Linked DNA regions of Sus scrofa: regions 2 and 3 are each linked to region 1. A link is a contact called in public Hi-C and promoter capture Hi-C data. All regions are on one chromosome and are shown on one strand. Each heading gives the region's core, a stretch centred on a gene start, on an enhancer-like site or on the middle of the called end of the contact. The rest is flanking DNA. Distances are from core to core; before and after follow the strand shown.

Evidence for each region. Promoter capture Hi-C pulls out the DNA fragments that hold promoters and counts their contacts. A called contact is a pair of places that touch in the nucleus more often than the background predicts.
Region 2: a promoter capture Hi-C map of fetal skeletal muscle shows a contact between it and region 1, with 9 times the contacts expected there. The contact joins the promoter of DISP1 here to the promoter of WDR64 in region 1. A contact is called at or near these places in 4 of 5 promoter capture datasets (fetal liver, fetal skeletal muscle, liver and 1 more), 17 of 47 Hi-C or Micro-C datasets (adipocytes, embryonic fibroblasts, fetal heart ventricle and 11 more) and 1 of 2 datasets of contacts at active chromatin or transcription factors (alveolar macrophages).
Region 3: a Hi-C map of embryonic fibroblasts shows a contact between it and region 1, with 2.8 times the contacts expected there. The contact joins the promoter of FAM177B here to the promoter of WDR64 in region 1. A contact is called at or near these places in 3 of 5 promoter capture datasets (fetal liver, fetal skeletal muscle and liver), 9 of 47 Hi-C or Micro-C datasets (alveolar macrophages, embryonic fibroblasts, epiblast stem cells and 5 more) and 2 of 2 datasets of contacts at active chromatin or transcription factors (alveolar macrophages and skeletal muscle).

What each region holds. Positions count from the first base shown.
Region 1 is chr10:11,833,408-11,836,693 of Sscrofa11.1, forward strand. It overlaps WDR64 (WD repeat-containing protein 64), which reads right to left and starts at 1,880. Exons shown (of 28, transcript XM_021064368.1): 1 at 1,627-1,880. CHML (rab proteins geranylgeranyltransferase component A 2) reads left to right here and starts at 2,065. Exons shown (of 2, transcript XM_021064370.1): 1 at 2,065-2,459.
Region 2 is chr10:11,524,800-11,527,868 of Sscrofa11.1, forward strand. It overlaps DISP1 (protein dispatched homolog 1), which reads left to right and starts at 1,554. Exons shown (of 8, transcript XM_021064356.1): 1 at 1,554-1,617.
Region 3 is chr10:11,489,730-11,492,826 of Sscrofa11.1, forward strand. It overlaps FAM177B (protein FAM177B), which reads left to right and starts at 1,635. Exons shown (of 6, transcript XM_003130514.3): 1 at 1,635-1,865.

The DNA.
Region 1 (3,286 bases), core at 630-3,129:
ATGCCTTAACAGTGACCAGAAAGGCTTTGAGAACTAAGATGTCAACCAAGGGCACTGAAGAACAGCTGGAAAAAGATATTGGAGATCAAGTTCATTTCACTTGCACCTACCGAGTCCAGCTCACTCAGTAAACTGGTTACATCTGCACGCTTCTCCTACTTTAACAGAATGAGATGCAGGCACAATCTGAAAATGCTTTTTATTGTGGCAAAATATGCAGAACATAAAATTTATCATCTCAGTCATTTTAAGTGAGCAGTTCAGTGGCATAATCAACTATCTACCTGTGCTACCATCCCCGCTCTTCATTTCCAGAACTTTGACAACCTCCCGAACTGAAGCTCTGTACCCGTGAACCGCTAACTCCCCATCCCGCCCTCCCCGCAGCCCTGAACTATTCTACATTCTGTCATTAAGAATTTGCCTATTCTCAGTCCCTCACAGAAGCGGAATCATATATTTGTCCTTTTGTGTCTGGCTTATTTCACTTAGCATAATGTTTTCAAGATTTATCTATGTTGCAGCACGTATTAGAATTTCATTTCTTTTTATGATGGAATAATATTCATTGTATGTACATATCGCATTTTGTGTATCCATTTTTCTGTGGATGGACATTTGGTTTATTTCCACCGTTTGGCTATTGGGAATACTACTACTATGAACACTGGTGGACAAAATCATGTTCCAGCCCCTGCTTTCAATTAATTCTTTTGGCTATATATCTAGAAGCAGAATGGCTGGATCATACGATAAATCCATGTTTTTTGAGCCACTGCAGTCACAGTGGCTGCATCCTGTTGAGCCACAACAGGAGCTCCTGTCTTATTTTCTTTATGGCACATTTCACAACACTACATATTTGATTATCATCTGTTCTCCCAACACGACTGGAACATAAGCTTTATGAGGACAGGAACTCAGCACCAATGAAAGAATGAATGAATACCTTGGGAAAAAACACAGAGTCCCTCTTCATTTAAGCATGCATCAAACTACTATTTATTAAGACCTTACTGTAGACTAGGCACATGTTGTAAACACAACGGATATTAGGCACAGAGCTTGTTAAATGGTTGTATAAATCTAAAATATAAAATTAGAGTTTTTAAAAGGACTGGGTGGGTGAGTCCCCTAGAGGACAAGTCCAGATCGGAAGCCTTAAGAAAAAATCACCAGCTATTGCTCCATGCACCATGATAGGAAGTAACCTTGTCTTGACAATTAGATTATATCTCCAAGGCCCACAAAACCGGGGTTCAGTGAAGCTAGCAATTTTCTAGGGATCTTCTAATGGAGGTGGGAGACACACTCCCTCGTGGAGGGCAGTTCCTTCGCCCTTGCACAGGCACAGTGCTGGCCAGCGGCGCCCAGGACAGCCTGTAGGACCAGCTCAGGACTGTGCACCCCGCAAAGACTACGGTCAGTTCCGGGACCTATGCTTGCCTTGCCCTCTATTTTCACTGGGTAAAAGGCCAGAGGTGCTGCCCCAGGTATAGCACCCACCTCTCTGCAACTGCGAGATGTGGGCTGGAGCTCGAGGGCGCCGCCTCAGTCGCCACAGCGCCCCTGCATGGAGGACAGCAAGGGCAAAATGAGCAGGCCTGGGGTGCAGCCGGGGCTTACCTCAAGTGTGCAGTACGCGAGCGGGTAGTAACAGCTTCCCGGAGAGGGAGAAGCCAAAGGATCCTGCCATAAATGGTCCTTAATGAGGGAGTGAGTGGGGAAAGAGGAGAGCCCTTCCAGCTGGGTGAGGAGGGCTGCGGAGAGAGGAGCCCCCGGCGATGCTTTGCCTCCAGGCCCCCACGGACTGTGCCGGCGGTGGCGGGTTACTGGGGACCTCAGGGCGTGGGGAGAGGACCCGGCGAATCAGGAAGCAGCTTGGACAGCGAGCAGGGGAGGGGTTAAGGTTGGGAGGTGCTCCGGGGCGGGGCTACAGGGCGCTAGGGGGCGGGGTTACGGCTGGGAGGGGCGTAGGGGCGGGGCTACAGGGAGGGAAAGGGCGGGGTTACGGTAGGGAGGGGGTAGGGGCGGGGCTACAGGGCGGGAAGGGGCGGGGTTACGAGCGGCGTCAGCGGTCTGCGCAGGGGCAGAAAGGGGCGACGGGGACCTCTGAGTGCGCAGAGCCCCGCGCAGAGCCCCAACCAGAGCGGTGCGCGCCGGCGCCTGGCGTGCACACCCAGAGAGGTGGCGGGGCGGCGAGGGCGCCGTGGGGCCCTCACGCCGCCTATCGGGGCGACTACGGGTGCGGGGCACTGCTGCGCCGGAAGCATCCTGCTGCTGCTCGTCCTCTACTTCAAATTCCAGCGGCTCCGCAGCCCCGCTTCGCCGGGCGCCCCCTGCTCATCGTTAGCCTCCGCCACCTGCTGCCTTCCGTTCTCGCGGCCGCGGTGGCTTTCGCGCCCCACAGAGGGGCGGCGCGGATGGTGCGTGAGACGGCTTCATCAGCAGCCTGTAGGGTGAGTGCCGGCGGAGACCGCCTCCTTCTGCGCCCCGACCTAGAGGCTGTGCTCTCCTGACCTCGCCTCCCCCGCCTCGACATCTCTTCCTCCGGCCTCCCCGCCTCACTTCATCCGCTCCCAGACCTCACTCCCTCCACCGGTCCTCCTCGCTCGCTGATCTCCGCCCCTCCCCGTGCTCCCAGGCCCCTCGCCCACCCAGACCCCAGCCTGCTGCCGCAGCTCCTCAATCACCTGCTCGGGAGCTCATCTCACTTGTCTGCTTTCACCTCCTGATTTAATTCAGTAGGGCCCGAGACAGTGGTTTTGACACTTTGAGGAAAGAAACGAGAGGGTGAAGTCAAGAACTTCAAGAAAAAAAGTGGTAGTATTTGTGAAACTTGGAGAGGGTGATGAGAAGTGATTTAATTCATATATTATTTTGCTAAAATGAGAGGTAGAAATCTGACATAGCAACAATGTGTAAATTTTTTTTTAAAATGCTCATTATCAGTTGTAAACCTTTGCTTTCTAGGAAGTGAAATAGTTTTATTCAGGTCCTCAGAATGCAAATTGTGCTCTATAAGCTATTTTTACTATATTTTCCTCCTTATAGGTTCCACCACACCAAAATATAAGGCGAGATTGCAAAAATGGCTCAGAGAACCCCTACTGAAATGGACAGATAATTAGCTATGCAGCCAGTAGATTTCATTAAACTAGAACTTGATCGTTAATTGAAATTTTTTATTTTTTTATTTTTTTGTCTTTTTGCTATTTTTTGGGCCGCTCCCGCGGCACATGGAGGTTCCCAGGCTAGGGGTCTAATCGGAGCTGCAGCCACCGGC
Region 2 (3,069 bases), core at 304-2,803, 310 kb before region 1:
CACCTTCCTCTTTAAGACATATATCCATTGTTTTCACAGGGAAAGTTTTGGCTCAATCCTCCCAGCCTGTAGCTAATTTCTTCTTGGGAAAGAAATGTATATCATGGAGACTCAGAGCTGAAAATTCAGCCTATTGCTTTACCTGCCGGTGTGATTTTTCAAGTTAGGAGTAGAACTGTGTGTCTATTTCAATTGCCAAACCAGGGAGGCAAATTTTTATTGAGGAGAAACACACATCCTCACCCACACAAACCCCACATACCTCACACCACACGTATACATTCTCATTCTTTCAAAGACACACCTGCTACATGATTGGGTTATTTCATGTAGCACCACAAATGGACTTCTAACCTTCCCATTGGGAGAAAGCCAAAAGCCATGTCCAGAGGTGACATTGTGCCCTCTAAGTATAGACTTTCTACGTGATGTCCATTCTTCCTTTCCTTTTACTGTCATCCTCCCTCCATGTAGTGCAACATAGTTTGTTGTTGGCAAAAGCAAAAGAAATGAAGGAACAATTTTTGTATCATTTCTTTTTAAAATGGAAAAATGGGGCTGGGTGTGCAAGAGGATATTTATTAGGCAGTATTAGCAAGCAAGGAAATAGAGGCAGCAAACAGCCTCATTAGTCTAGTGGGAATGCAGTCTTCATTCATTCCATGGTTCCCTGTGGCTTCAGCTTGCAACTCGGTTGGGGTGATGTGCCCAACCGGCAACCTGAAGGGTCCAGGCCCTAGTGGTCCTGACTTTATATAGCTGCTGCAGCTAACCACTGTCTTAACATCTCAGCATGGCAGTTGAGAATGCACCCTCACAAGTAAAATGTTCTAGCCATGATCTTTCAAGTTCTTACTTTTCTTTGGTGAATAGGTCAGTCATCCTTTTCAACCTCGTAACTCAGTGTTTCATCAGTTGCCCTAGAGATAGGCATTGATTCCCTGCTGCATGGAGTCTAAAGTTCAAATTCCTTAGCATAATGCACAACAGTCTTCCTGATCCGGCTTTGCCTCCTCTCCTAGCTTCCTCTTGTCTCTGCGATCTCAGACCTTGCTAAATTAACTGTACCCTCCTCCCCCTCTCTGATCAAGCCAAACTCCCACTGTCTGGCATCCTTCTCCTCTGCCTGCACTTCCCCACCTTATCTGACCTTTAATTCTTATTCATCATTTATTCAGTCTCAGCTGAAGAGCCATTATCTCTGGAGTCTCTTCTCAGCCCAGCTCCCTACACCCCACCACTGCCTTCAGCAGGGCCATAGTTCCTGTAATGCTGGATGATTTCATTGCACTTGTTTGCCCCTATATCTGTCCTTAGCCTATGCTTTCCAAGGGACAGGTCGCTGTTTGATTTACTCTCTGCCTGATTCATTGCCTCCCTAGCTCCGTAAGATAGGGGCGTTCTTCTCTTTACAGCCTAGTTGTTTCCTGAATGATATACAGCAGGTGATAAAAATTTGGATTAAGGTATGAAGCAATACCGCCTTGTGCTGTGATTAACCTCTGTTTATATTTATGTCAACTCTCAACTAGATTGCGAGGGCAAGGGTCAGTGTCTGAGTCATCCTGACCCTCTAGGGCTTGGGAGCAGAGCAAACCCCTGGTCAAGCGGCTGCAGGTAGGTTGGCTGATCCGCTGAAAAGGGAAGCAGCAGAAGGACACCTGGAAACCCGCCCCTTCGAAGTCCTTCTGCTCCCGCCCGGTTGCCTGCGAGCCCCCTGGCCCCAACCCTCCCTGCGCTCCAGCGCCGACAGCCCAGCGCCCCACCGGCCGGCGGCGGGAGGGGCGGGACTTCCGGTCCCTCGCCAATGCCTTCCGGTGCGAGGCGGAAGCCGGCTCCCGGTCCGGATCGGAGCCGGAGAGTCTCAGGCACTGGTCTTCGCGGTGGATGCTTTTCGGCGCCGCCGCAGCCCCGCGCCGCGGGACGGGGAGACCGGGTAGGCACGGGAGAGTCGGGACTCCCCGCGCGGGCAGAGGGAGACTCGGGACCCCAAGGTTTGAGGCAGGGGACCAGGATCGGGGGCCGGGGAGCCCAGAGGGCAGCCGCAGGGGGCTGGGGTGGGAGGCACCCGGGACCCTGAGGCCGAAGAGGCCCCGGAGGGGAGGGGGCGGCGGGTGACACCGGGCGGGATGCATCTCGAAGGAAGGCGGTCCCGCTTGGGGAGTGTCCGGGACTTGGCAGGTTGTCTGCGAGGCCGGCTTCTAGGGGAGGCTGGAGGGGAGGGTCCTTCTCCGAGGGTCCTAGAGGAGAAGGACGTCCTGACCTAACGCATCCGAAAGACGACTAGTCACCTCTTGGATGCTGAACTCGTCTTGCTTCATTTGCAATTGATGCTGGCTCTTTAAGGGAGCGTTTTACAAATTATTTATTCATTTTTTACCCGTGCGGATTTCGGGGAAAAATGTTACATGCCCAGGGAAAACTTGAACTCTTTCTCACCCAGGTCCAACTTAGGCTACATTTCTTTGTCAACAAGATCGTGCTTTAAAGTTGTCTTCATACAAGTAAGCCATGCAAAGTTTTCTTTTTGGAATCTTCTCTGCCCTGCAGAGTTTAGGTTGTCTTATTTTCTTTGTCATGGAATGAACTTCTAAATGCGTTTGGAATTACAGTGATAATTACATGGCAAATCAGTGACGTCACGTTTGCAGTTGCAGATCGTTGTTTTTCTGCCTGACTTTCTGATACATTTTTACCAAAAGTTACCCTATTGTGTTTAGTATTTGAGGGCAATTTTAGATTAGGGTGCAACCAGTTACTAGTAATTTTGGATTTACTGTTATTTTTTATTTCTGCTATAAGGAGGACATATATATTTGCCCTTGACAGTTTTTTAAAAAGTATTGATAATCCACGATCTGTTGTTATATATACATTAGCGCATTTTGTTTTCCTTATTGGACATCATGTAGTATGTAGGCTTGCTTTTATCATTGTCAAAGGTAATTAGTAACTTTATTTGCTACGTTTTATTAATGTTTAATTGATGGCAATTAATATGTACTTTCTAATCTACATCATATAGTGTCTCACTTCTGTGAAATTGCAAAGACTCCTTTAGCTTTAGGT
Region 3 (3,097 bases), core at 385-2,884, 340 kb before region 1:
ACCAGCAGCTGCAGCTCCAATTAGACCCCTAGCCTGGGAGCCTCCATATGCCGCAGGTAGAGCCCTAAAAAACAGACAAAAAAGAGTCGGATGTGTTAGGACTCTGAGATGTCAAGTGGTCAGTAGATCTATGGATCTGAGACCCAGGGAGATAAAACTGTTGGGTGTAAATGTGTCCGTAGATAATATTGAATCAAAAAGGACCAAATGAGGAGCAGATAGAAAAACAGGAGACTCCAATAGCTGAGCCCTGGGGTACAACAGAATTGAAGGGTCAGGGAGGTTATGGGTGTGTGGGTGTGTTTTAGTGCTGTTGGAGTAGCGGTGATTTGCCACACGCTGTGAGCTTCCAGTGTACAGCCACACAAATCAGCCGTACACATTCATACATACCTGCTCTTCTTCAGAGTCTTTTCCCGTCTAGGTTATTGCAGCATATAGAGCAGAGTTCCCTGCGCTTTGCGGCAGGTTCTTGTTCGTTATCTATTCCGTGTGTGTGTGTGTGTGTGTGTGTGTGTGTGTGTGTGTAATGTATGTGACATATATATTTACACAGTCCATGTGTGTATGTCAAATCCCAAGCCCCCAGATTTTCCCTTTACCTCACGTTTCCCTTTTGGCAACCAAGTTTGACTTCGAGATGTGTGAGTCTCATAGGTGTGTTAACTATATCATTTACATACCTGCGAACAATCCTTGATGAGCTAGATTTGGAGTTAAAAAAACTTGAGCTTCTCAAGAATGAAACTGAGGCAAACAGCATGTCGTCGGGAAAATTTGGCCCTCTGAAATATCACTCACGAAGCACCCAGATCTGTGGACTTGGTGTGAAGTTGGCAGTGCTCCCAAGATTTTGGTAAATATTAAGTAGATTCCACCTTGTTTGGCGTTGAACCCCCTCGACACGACAGACACTGATTATAAAGATGAATTTTGCATCGCGCATCCTGAAACGGCCACTAGGTGGCAGAAAAGCATTCGCTAAATTGACTATGAAATTGCAGGCGCGCTCACTCTCGCTCTCTCCTCTCCCTCTCTCTGCTCCTTTTGAACCCTCTGAATTTAAAGATGAATATGTCTATTTAGTGCACAATACTATTTTGAAAGATGTGAGCCACTATTTTCGTCAGAGAGCCGGCAGAGGCGATGTCAGGACACCTGTCTATAATGCAACCAGGGTGAGCCCGGTGTGTGGGGAATGGGCACTTCTTTGGGTTTGGAAATACCTGAATTAAGAGGTGGTCTAGCGAGGAGTAAATTGACTATAATGAGACTGTTAGGCCTTATTCTTAAACTTTTGATGTCAACGCTTTTCAGCTTGGAGCAAGACGAGAAGGGCTCAGAATGCAGAAAGCAAAAAACCCTCTTGGAAAAAGTAAAGCCGCCTTGGCTGGAGCTTGCTGTTGGGATTCTCTGCAGCCACCATGTCACTAAAGCACAAGCCTGTTCAATTGAGAAGGTTTATTTCCTCCTGCTCTCCTTGGGGTGCTGGCGCCCACACTGACCTGCTCCTTGCAGCCACTGGGTCAGCCTCAAAAATAACGAGGCCCGTTTCCCATGCCTAGACAGCCTAGGCTGCAGGTGCGTCCTGGCCTTGGAATTGTGTTAAAAGGACTCCCAGCCAATCCTGGCACAGGACAAGTCTGAGGGCCCCTCGGTTGCTTTAACGCTGGGTGTGTCCGTAACCGGCCTTCCCACAACTCAAATAAGTTCTGCCCGTAAGACACACAAAGGCAGCCTTTCCACGTCGTCACACAGTCAAGGGTGAGTTGTGTTCATTTACCATCTACCGAACGACTTCCAGAACCACGATTTTGCACTGAAAAACTACACATAGGCAATTAAAGCAAGGAAAGAAAGAGCAGGTAATGCAGTTGAGTTGGGTTCTCTGCAAAGGTGTTCGTTTGCTTCTAATTTTGCTTTAGAGTATGCTGTATCTCTCATGGCACTGACTGTTTCCTTTTGCAATGGTATTATGTTCAGCATACTTTAAACACCAAGTTAAACTTGTTTTTCTGCTCTTTGGCGTCGAAGACTTAACTCTTCCTACTTCTTACCAAGGCTCTTTTGTAGTCAGCCCGGGAAAACTGTGTGTGTCCTTTAAGATTCCTCGGGGACTGGGACGCTGGGCTGGGAGGGTCTCACCACCTCGATTAGATAGCAAATTGAGCCCAGACAGGCTTCTTGTATCTCTGACCCTTGACAATGGCTTAAACTGAGCATTTCATTGATAAGATTTGGTGGCTTATTGACACACATGCCTAAACGTATGCTTGTGACCATATGTGCATTCGTGCAGTCATTGCCCATAAATCCTCTTAAAATTCAGTCTGTGGTCTTCATTTGGGTAGACGGCTGAGGATTCTCTCACATTATTGTCATTACTGACTAATTGGGAATTCTTTCCAGGATTTTACTGGTGTTTTCATTAATCCTGCTTTTCCTTTGCTCTTTCTCCCTCTCTCCTGCCTTCTGTCGGCTTGTTTATTTTCCTTTTTTTCTTCTTCTTCTGGCTTTGAAGCTCTGCCTTCTACTTTCATGATTTTTCTAGTTACCTTGAAATTGTCAACATGCACAGCTGTCTTCGCCAACCTATTCCAAAGCAATGCATAAAGAAGTCACCCCTTCATATTTTTGCTCTTGGGGTCTAATGCTTCATACTTCATGGTTTTTAACTGTGCCCCATGGACATAGCATTTTTCAGTCACTCTCAAGATTTGTCACTTTATATTTCTGTCCTCCATCTCGCTCTTGCTTCTGGGTTCAGTTTCCTTCTAGTTGACACACAATTGGATCTTACTCATCATTCAGCGAAGATATAGGAATGGTGAACTTCGGTGTTATAGGTTGTCAGATGTCATTATTTTACTCTCCATAATTGCTTAGCTGGATATTGAATTCTACATGGCAGTAGTTGATTGCCTTCTGGTCTCAGTTGCTGCTGATTTGCAGTCAGCCTTCAGCCTAACGCGCCATAGCTATTATAAATGGCAAGGTTTTCCGTCATGTCTATGATCTAGGTTTGATGTTATTTTTTTAACCTCTCTTGGTATTCTCCATGTTGTATTTGTAAGTTTTTGTAGTGACAGCACCCACA